Regions from separate parts of the Sus scrofa genome. Here region 1 is linked to region 2. The links are chromatin contacts, called in public HiChIP or PLAC-seq maps. All regions are on one chromosome and are shown on one strand. Each heading gives the region's core, a stretch centred on a gene start, on an enhancer-like site or on the middle of the called end of the contact. The rest is flanking DNA. Distances are from core to core; before and after follow the strand shown.

The links. HiChIP or PLAC-seq counts read pairs in DNA pulled down with a chosen protein or histone mark.
Region 1: an H3K27ac HiChIP or PLAC-seq map of alveolar macrophages shows a contact between it and region 2. The contact joins two enhancer-like sites. A contact is called at or near these places in 1 of 47 Hi-C or Micro-C datasets (subcutaneous adipose tissue) and 1 of 2 datasets of contacts at active chromatin or transcription factors (alveolar macrophages).

The regions. Positions count from the first base shown.
Region 1 is chrX:52,150,212-52,155,302 of Sscrofa11.1, forward strand. No RefSeq gene overlaps it. Among named protein-coding and RNA genes, the nearest start is that of VSIG4, 46 kb to the right of the region's middle. Within about 2 kb of position 3,805, at least 2 of the 83 cell types and tissues checked have an H3K27ac peak or open chromatin away from gene starts, as enhancers often do. A contact at or near this core is called in alveolar macrophages, where this site is marked.
Region 2 is chrX:51,929,269-51,934,164 of Sscrofa11.1, forward strand. All of the region lies in intron 1 of MSN (moesin), which reads left to right. Among named protein-coding and RNA genes, the nearest start is that of MSN, 29 kb to the left of the region's middle. Within about 2 kb of position 2,058, at least 26 of the 83 cell types and tissues checked have an H3K27ac peak or open chromatin away from gene starts, as enhancers often do. A contact at or near this core is called in alveolar macrophages, where this site is marked.

The DNA.
Region 1 (5,091 bases), core at 2,555-5,054, 220 kb after region 2:
TCCAAACAGTTGTATGAGGACAAATTCAAAAAATTTGGAGAAGTATTCTATTTCATATGGTCTATATGCCCACATTTACACCCTTTCCAGGCTTAACTGAGAAACACATCTAGGCCTGAGACATAAGAAATTCTCCTAATACAGAAAAGAGTTTAGGTTGTGGTGGGTGGCTCTGGCCTGAACAATTTCTAATTATGACACTTTATAACAAATAAAATGACATTTACTTGAATTGACTCTTAATTTTAAGACCTTAAAACTTAAGGGACAGAAGAATATAAGACTTCAAATTCTCCAAGACTCATGGCTCTCTGGCTGATGAGAGCTTTGTGATGCGACTTAAGGCTGAGCTGTGATTGGGTCTGGACTGTGGTAAGCTTGGAGGTTAAGGCTGCTCCAGGAGGAAGTTTAAACCCATAGCCACTCTAGGAAGATGTGGGGGCTGAGGCTGTCCCAATTTGTCAATGTTTCTCTTAGAGTGTGGTGATGATAATGGAAAACCTTCTGTTGTCTGACCAGGGCTAAATAGACAAAGACCGTCACCTTCCTCATTCTGGACACTGCATTTTTGTCATTGCAGTCAATGATGGCTTTAGTTTTTTGCCACCACCTTTCACAATTGACACATACTGAGCTCAATGTCCACTGGAATCCCAGTATATTATGTATGCTGCTTCTAAGCTATATCTCCTGAATTGTCCTTCTCCATGGATAGTGTCAGCAGCACATCAATTCATTCTTCTGTTTTTGTCTCCTCTTTCCCTAGCTTCCACGGAGATTACCCCCCTCAATCTCCTCTCTGTTATGACAACATAACAGTAACTTCATCCAAATCACAACATCATTGAATATTTTACTATTTTCCTATACCAAATTCCATTCCTGCTATTCTTTCTTAAGCTTTGGACTTGGATCACAACCTGGTTCTTTGATTGAGACTTGAGACACATCTGATTTCCATCACACCCGTAATGTGTCCAAATTCTTTTTTCAGGCTATTTGTGAAAGTCTAAGCTCATATGTTTCTTTTTGATTATGTTTGGGTAATTTTCCAAACAGAATCAAATTTGGCCTCTTCATGAGCAAGTAGAGATGGGGTTGGTTGGGAGATGTTCTCCTTGTGGGATTCATGATAAATATCCAAGATTCAACTCCTCCAGAGTTTATAATAATCAGCTCTTATATACCATTTCATTTAGTCACTATGAGTCTAGTGAGATAAACATTGTCACCTGTTTATTGATGACAAGATTTAGAGAGACTAAGAGTTGTATTTTAGAGTTACATGACTAGTTGTGAGTAGAGCTGAACACAGAAATTCTCTTGACTCCAAATGCAGGGCTTTTCTGCCTTTTCATTTTACTTTACCTAAAATTTGGTGGGACCTCCCACCTATGAAACTCCTGCCATAGCTATCCTCTTTCTGACTATTTCTGAGGACCTAACAGAAGGAATAAAATATACCAGTTGCAAAAATCACATGGTACCTTGTCCAGACCTGAAGTAGAAGAGAGAAGGAGCTAGCCTAATTACTTTGGTGTTGTGGCCAATGAGGTGACCTGGTCATAGTGGTGAGGAGAGAGATTTTGCCAGACTACTAATAAGGACTCTTTGCCAGGGACTCATGATGCCATGAGAAAGGCATCAGTGAACAGTGAACTAAAACAATTTTTTGCCTTTATGAGTTTTCTAGGGTTGCCATAACAAGTAGTACAGACTGGGTAGCTTAAAAAACAAAATTTTATTTTATTACAGTTCTGGAGGTTAGAACTTTAAGATTAAGGGGTCAGAAGATTTTATTTCTCCCCAGGACCCTTTCCTTGCTTACAGATGGCTACCTTGTCACTGATCCCTCACATGATTTTCCTACACATGAATACATCCCTGGTGTCTCTTTTTGTGTCCAATATTTTTCTTCTTACAAGCACACCAGTTATATTTGTTTAAAGTCCCTTATAATGGCCACATTTTAACTTAATAACTTCTTTAAATTTTCTATAGTCACATTCTGATATACTAGGGGTTCAACATATGAATTTTAGGAGGACATAACTCATAACACTATACTAAGTTCCTCAGAGCTTGAACTGAACCTAGTCCTCCTTTTAATTTTAAATAAATAAAGATCAGCTGCATAAAGGGGCATATAAATAAGATATTTTTGAGAAGAAGGATGTTCAGTGAGAGGTGTCAAGATATTGATTGCCATCTAATAGCTACATCTCTTCCCTTCAGCTTCCAATTCCTCCACCTCTAGAACTAGAATTTCAGGGTTTCTTGGCAACCCCTCATTTCCCTTCTGTTAGCAAAATCTTGTTTTTCTTGCAGAATTGTCTCTTTTTTTATTTTTGGCTGATATTTAATCCTTTGAGAAAGTTTGAGCTCTTGACATTCTATAAACAACTATACAAAATAAAAATTTGGTCTATATTTATATATCTTTGATCTAAAATTGGACAATTCTATCTTTAGGCAGTGGTAATCATAAATATGATGGACATAGATTTCAGACTTCCTAGCATAGCTTCATATCTAATAGTTGTTCCTATTGTTCCAATAACTAATTGCACATTTGTTAGACTCTTCAAATATGGATCCAGAAAATATACTTCTGGGAATTGCTAAATGAATTTTTCTACTACCTTCAATAACTTTTCCTTGTTTTGGGGGACAAATTCTAAACTCAGCATGATATTCTAGGTTCTCAGCTATATGGACCTGTACATCTATCCAGTTTCGTCTACTGCCACTTTTTTCAACATAAATTTTGCTCTCAAATCATACAGAATTCTAGTCACTCCAAATTACCTATTTCACACACATGCATATATATATATATACACATGATATTTTAGAATACTATTCTTGAATGACTATGATACCCTTCTTCCCACCCTTACCTGCAAACTGCCAGTTATCCTCTTATTTATCCTCAAGTCTCATTTAAAATTGTCTCTATGAAACTGCTCCTGCCCTCCTCAGAAAGTTGATCACTCTTGTTTTGCCGCTGTAGTTTATACATACTATATTACACATTATACATGCTATACTATAGCTTATACATATTGCATTACATATTATATTTGAATATATTATGGTAATGAGCACTTTGGCCAAATTGTAACAGTCTGTTTATTTGGCTATCTTCCCCACTAGACAGAAACCTGACTCAGAGTAATAACTCATGTGTTTGTTAAATTAGTTAATGAAAAATAGGCAAAGGACATTGCCAAGGATGTGTATCTTCCCTATCTCACTCTCCAACATGATCAACATGATTTTTGTGATTAAGATGGTGATATTGGACTGAAGTAGAGCTAGGTATAGGTAAAACTAGGCTCCTAACCTATTTACCGGTTATAGTATGTGATCTTATTTGAGCTGAATTACTGATGCTGGGCCCTAAGAAGACGAGTCCAAGTTGTAAAATTAAACTAAACTTCAAAAGGTATAAGTAGTTGAAGGGAAAGCAGGATGACTTGAAATACATGTTCCCAGACAGATAAGGGTCATTTTGAGAGATTAAGAGAATCTGGTTCCTCCTACCCCCATCACCTGAGGCCCCCATCCCAGGGTCCCTGAGAGACCAGACTATTGCCACAGTGGTGGAGAAATGCCAGCTTGGAAATTGCCACACATACGCTTTGAGGAGGTAATATGGGGGTGGGGGTAGGGTGGAGAAAGAATGGTACAGAGGCACTGATGCAAAAGCCAACTGTCATTCTTGAGCAACCAAGGTGGTATGGGCTAAAAGTCCGACTACTGTTTTTGGGACTTCCTTTTAACAATGACTCTGCAGTGAGTAACTGCTGGGGAGGCAGTTACAGAAGCCACCTCAGGCCAAGCCTGGGCTAGGGGTGGTGGTAGATAAGCCACCCACTCATAAGTTCCCACCCCATCCTACTTTCCTTCTTCACATCTATTATTACATCAGATCTGAAAGCAGCCCTGTATTGTAGGCAGAGCAAAGATTATGACCTTTGTTTTACACATGAGGATATTGAGGCCCAGAGAAGTAGACCATAAGGAAGCCTATTTCCCTACTCAACTGCTAAACTATACTTACCTAATTGTCCCTCCATGTCAAGACCTTGATCTCTGCTCTTGCTAGAGTCTCATGTCCATGTGACTCAATAGTTCTCTGGCCTTTCCATGCCTTCAACTTCTCAATTTCAGCCTAAGCATAATAGTTACCTCAATAATGTCAACTTCTCTCATCCTGACTTAAGTTGGGTCAGAGGCAGGAGTCATTTACTTACTAAATATTATTTAATGTCTTCTACCATGTGCCAGGTAATATGCTAAGCACTAGCAAATATATCAGTGAATAAAACACCATTCCTATTTATCTCAAAGAACTCACAGTCACAAATGCAGACTCCAGAACCAGGGAGGTGATCAGTAAAAAACAAGTAAATTGACCCCAAAATAAACTATTCCAAATGGTAGTAAGTACTAGGGAGGAAATTAATATGGTTTTGACTATGTGAGAGAAAAGAGGTAAGGAGAGCTACTTTACCTTGAGTTGGAAGGGAGGCCATTCCAGGAGAGGATATTTTAAGCTAAGACTTGAAGGATGAAAAAGAGTAAACCATGGATTGAAGAGAAGTTCCATGGTCCAGAGCTAAGAAAGAGCCAGAATTGTACATAATCCACCTAACTAGGGTTGATAGCCATCTGGAGGCAGTGTAGTATGCAGGAATGGCACTGGATGCACCCTTAGGAATCCCTTTACTATTAGAACCATTGCTGCTAAAAGTTTTTTTAAATGGTGCAGAGAAGAACTGGCATTTACTAAGTGGCTACTGTGTGCCAGGAACAAGCCAATCCCTTTCCCACATTTTTTAAAATTTTTTTTCAGTCCCAGCATTCTTATCTCCATAACAAGGAAGTGAAGATATTTGGTCCCTAAGGGCTTTTATAGCTCAGAGAGATTAACTAGTCCATGACCGCTATATTCCTGTTAGAAATCTAAAGCCTTGGAAGATGAAGCATTTTTGCCTCAGGTTGTCCAATGAATAAGTACATTATTCTTCAACTCCAGGCCTGATCAACTGGGGCAAGACTAAGACAGTCTCATCTCAACTAAAA
Region 2 (4,896 bases), core at 808-3,307:
ACCATAAGCTTCCCTTTCCTTTAAACATCTTTCTTTTCTTGTGCAAATATTATTTATCATTCAGGAAATGTCTTCTCTTTCTCTAGAAACCTCTTGCCCTCCTGCCTTTTCCATTGTGGCCTGGATGCCCCTTTATGTTTCCACAGTTCCTCTGATTACCTCTATTACTGCTTTTGCTGTACAGCATGGTAATTCCGCATCTACTTGCAACCCCTCACCAACAAAAAAATACTATCACATACTTGGTTACTTTCTTTCACACATGCACATGTGCAAGCATTAGAATCATCTCAAAGCCTGATCCATATTGGGTGTCTGATAACTTAGTGATATGTGAAACCAGTGTATGTATATATGTGACTGTGTCAGGGATAGAGTTCCTTCTGAAATACCTGGGGTAGGTAAGATGTGGTCCATGTTTGCTTTTCTAGGTCTTATTAGAATTGTAGGTAAAATTTTAGGGCTCACTTTGTATTATGGAACAATATCTATTGCCTGAGGGAAGCTACTGGGTAATTTCTGTAGAGCTTCTGGTGGGCCTCTTTCCTGCTGCTATTTGAAGAAACTAGACCAAAGTTAGAGTGGAGGTGCTTCTTACTCTACTTGAAGAATTCTGATGTTGTGTATGTGTTGGAGGTGAGTGGTTTCATGCATGCTCACCTTATCACTAGGGGGGTACAATGATTGTATGTTTCTAGTGGTAGGGGTGCTAAAAACCTTGGTGTTGTTGGTTGGATAGGTTAAACAGTTTTTACTGGTCTCAGTAAATTAGTAACTGAGCTTGTGGTTTGGAGGGCAAGATGTGGCTTTGTCAACTCAAAAAAAAAAAAAAAACATACTAAGCTAGCTTTTGGAGAAGTTATGTTAATCTATGTAAGGACCAAAAGTAACAAGCTGAATGTCATGTCCCTGTTCTCTTACTAATCGCCTCCCTCACCCTGCCTCAGGACTTCTCCAAAAACAATCATAGATCCACCAAGCTCAAGGGCATTATTTGGGCTCTCTATACCTCTGCTTCCCAGAAGATGACCATGACAAAAATGAAGCCTGTGAGCTAGTGGCTACAAACAGAGATAACTAGGGCAGGTATGATGCCACTCTTTAGCCTTCAGCACATCCACTGGAGGCAGGTGCTAAGAGTTGATATTTTCCTAAGGCCTACAAGATATCCTTGTTCCTTGATGGGGGCAAAAGTTAGATTGGGCTGCAAGATTAGGTGTGGGAGAGTAGCAGGCTGAGTGGGACTGGGGACAACTTGTTTAGGGGTAGTTGGCCAAGGTCTCCCATACAAGCTTTGCCCAGGATCATGCCACACTGAAGGTCCGCATTTAGTGAGGCAGTGCTGTGGAATGGCATCTGCCTTCTGTTTTCTCACCCTGGATGAATGAGGAGGCACTCCCTGAATATGCAGATGGAATGTTCAGCCACATTCTTTGCTACTTATAGTCTGGGAAGGAAAGACAAGGGGGAGCCAGTGTGTCAGCTGGTCAGAAAGGAGTGAAGGGAAATTGAACAATGAATGAGTGGGCTCAGACTGTGGTAACCCCTCACCATTTCTTTCTCTGAGCTTGTTGGAGGACGTGTTCCTATTGGCCTGAAGTCATTTTATTTTGCCCAGTGGCCAGAGCCACTCTAGGCCCATTAACACCCTCTGCAAATTATGTTGCTTTAGCAGAAATGCTGAGACTGGCATCTAAAACCATGTGTAGTGAGACTTCAGCAATGTTTGGGAACCTTTAAAAAATAAGTTTAATGTGTTTTTATATCTCCTGAGAAGAGCATTGGCATATTGTCTTTCAGTTTCCAAATGTAGAAGTTGCCAATTTGTGTTTTCTCAGAAAATTCCTTTTTCCAGTACTTTGGACTATCACCAGCTTTCTCTAGGCATGGATTCTCCAGTGTGGAAGGTGCTTCTGTGGTTAGCTGGTCACATTCTTGTCCTTGTCTGTGAAACTGGGAGATTACTGCAGATTTTTCAGCTTGATTAAGCAGAGAACTCCAGCTCCCTCCCCAGTCAACCAAAGCCTTCTGAAGGGAGGAGAAGTGTGGTAATGACATTATCTTTCCCCAGGCAGCCACGTGTTCTCTGAGAACAGGATGTGGGGAGGGCTGGGCTGCAGTCACAGGGTATGGGGGTGGGCACGGGAAAGTGGGCTGGTAGTGTGGCCAAGTGGGTAGCTGCTTGCCTCCGTTGGCTTTGAGAGGCATGACGAGCCCCTCTATTCTTGAGTGTTAACTCATGTCTATACCCATCCACCCCATGGCATGGTATCTGTGTTCTTACTCTAAGAAAGAACTGGAAACAGCTGTGAATGAGGCCCAGCTCCTCAAGCTGGAGAAACTCAGTGGCAAGGAGTGGGTGGGCCCAGGCTGCTTGCTGTACCAGCCTTCTGACTCCTTTAGCCATAGGTCATTTTGACAAGGTTTTGTCAGGGGAGCTGGGCCCCAGTAAAGAATGGAGTTCCTTTGCTACTCTTTCCCAGGACCTAGTCACTCGCTTCCCCTGGCACACTGAGGTGATTTGCATGCTCAGTTTCCTTTCAGGCCCCATCCTCTTTTTTTTTTTTTTTTTTTTCTGTTTGCCTTTTCTAGGGCCACTCCCATGGTATATGGAGGTTCCCAGGCTAGGGGTCTAATCAGAGCTTTTGCTGCTGGCCTACGCCAGAGCCACAGCAATGTGGGATCCGAGCCATGTCTGCGACCTACACCACAGCTCATGGCAACGCCGGATCCTTAACCCACTGAGCAAGGGCAGGGATCGAACCTGCAACCTCATGGTTCCTAGTCGGAACCACTGCACCACGACAGGAACTCCCCCGTCCTCTTCTTTTCCCTGCCCCCACTACTTCTGCTGGGGACCTTTGGAGATGTGCTGCCTGGGGAAAAGAGGATGTAGCTAGCTTCCTGTTCAAGGGAGGGTGGGGCACCCTCCTTCCTGCCTGTCTGCCCACCAGCGAAGCCGCCCTTTACCCAGTGCTTGAGGAACTGCCTGAAGAGCTGAGTTCAGAGTCATCAGAGGCAAAGGGGTTCTCTGGGGTAGGGATGAGACTTTGTTCTTGTTGGTTTCTTCACAGTTCTCCACCGGGGGATTACTAGGCTCCTTTTTCCTAGAATCACAAGGCAGAAAAAAGGCCCATAGAGGTCAACTGATCCAACCACCTCATATGGGGAAACTTAGGCCCAGGAGTTTTTAAGTCCTATAAGGAATCAGTGCAGAGTTAAGATGAGTAGAATTTTACAAGGTTAAAACTGGAGCTCCTTCTCTTCCCCCAAACTGCTAGTCCAGTGCAAACTGTATTTGGTCAAACTGGCTGGGGAGCTGTAGTTCTCCTTCAACCAGAATGGTTCTACTTTTATGTACTTTGTATCTTAAAGTTTCCTGCAATTTTCTGTTTGGGCGATTAAAGAGGCAGAGAGCTGCTAAAAAGAAAAAAAGCAATGCAATTGAAAACCACTGATCAAGACCTACCTAGTACAGTTGGGGACACTCAGACCTAGAAGGGGAAGGGACTATCTCAAGGTTACTGGCCCACTGTTCTTGGCTGGTTGATCCTGGCTAATGGTATGGCTCCCTCCACTACAAGACTGTTCCCACCCCGTCCATACTGCCTTGATCTTCTCCAGTCCCAAGGAAAACCCCTTCCTGTATCACCCTGAGAAAGAGAAAGAGGCCAGAGGCCACTAGATTTCTTAGATGAAATAAATGGTAAAAAAGTAAGCCTTTGGAAAGACTCCTTTGCAACCTTAAATAATAGAAACTTGGGAGGGCAAAGAACAATGAACTTACTAGTAGCTGGGGAGACCTGGGTTCTAGTCCTGTCTCCTTCACACTTGAGCAAATTACCATTTACCTCACTGAGCCTCCCCATTTCTCCCATCTATAAAATGGTGCTTGTCTCTGCCCTGCCTTTCATACAGAGCAAGAATGTATGTGGAGAAATGGTTTTTAAACTGTAAAGCACTGTGCACATGGGGTTGGGGTTATTATTGTATAAGGGTGAGCCAGAGGTCCTGGATTGGATAATGAGGTTGTAGGAAAAAGGAACTAAAGTATAACAAACATCTAATACATGTAGGTGCCCAACCAGATTCTTTCCAGTAAGTAAAGGAGATAATACTGTCCTCAAAACAGTCTCGTGAAGTAGGCATTGTTGTTCCCATTTCACTTGTAGGGAAACTGATGCTTCAAGAGGCGTAGAGACTTGCAGCGCCTCCAGGACCTCCCTCCAGAGCCCACCTTCTCTGTCATATATTTGTGAATCAACCTTAAGAATGTGCTGTGGTTTCCTTTGGGGCTTTCCAAGCCATTCTCTGCCCGACTCCAACCTGTCTCTTCTAAATGGGATGAGATTATCTCTTGTTGCCTTCATGTCTCAGTCTTGGACCCTTTGCTTTCCTTAGTGGTGCACCAGGAACACTTTCCCTTCTTTGGCCTAAATTAGTTGATGGAGGAGCCCTTTGGGTCAGCTTCCTTTTTGTTGACAAGAGGGGCTTCCTACTCCCTGGGGTGTTGGTAGGAAAAGGGCTCCTCCATCAACTAATTTAGGCCAAAGTATCATCATTTCTCACCACCACAGACACTAATGTGCACTAAAGCAATTTCTCTCTTGTAGGAGGAACATAGCTTTGTACTCTAAAAACCTGAGCTCAGGATCCCGATCTACCAATAACAAGCCATAATCTCTCGATCTTCCCACCTGTAAAATGGGCATAATGACACCCATCTGGTGCCAGGTGATGTTTCTTTAAACTTCCTGGAAGATAAGAATCACCTTGGACAAAACTGTTGATTGCCAAGCTCCTCCTCTTGGAGAGTCTGTTTCAGTAAGCTTGGAGTGGGGTCCAGGAATCTGGGTTTTTAAACTAGTGCCCCAAATGATTTCCAATTAGCTAAGT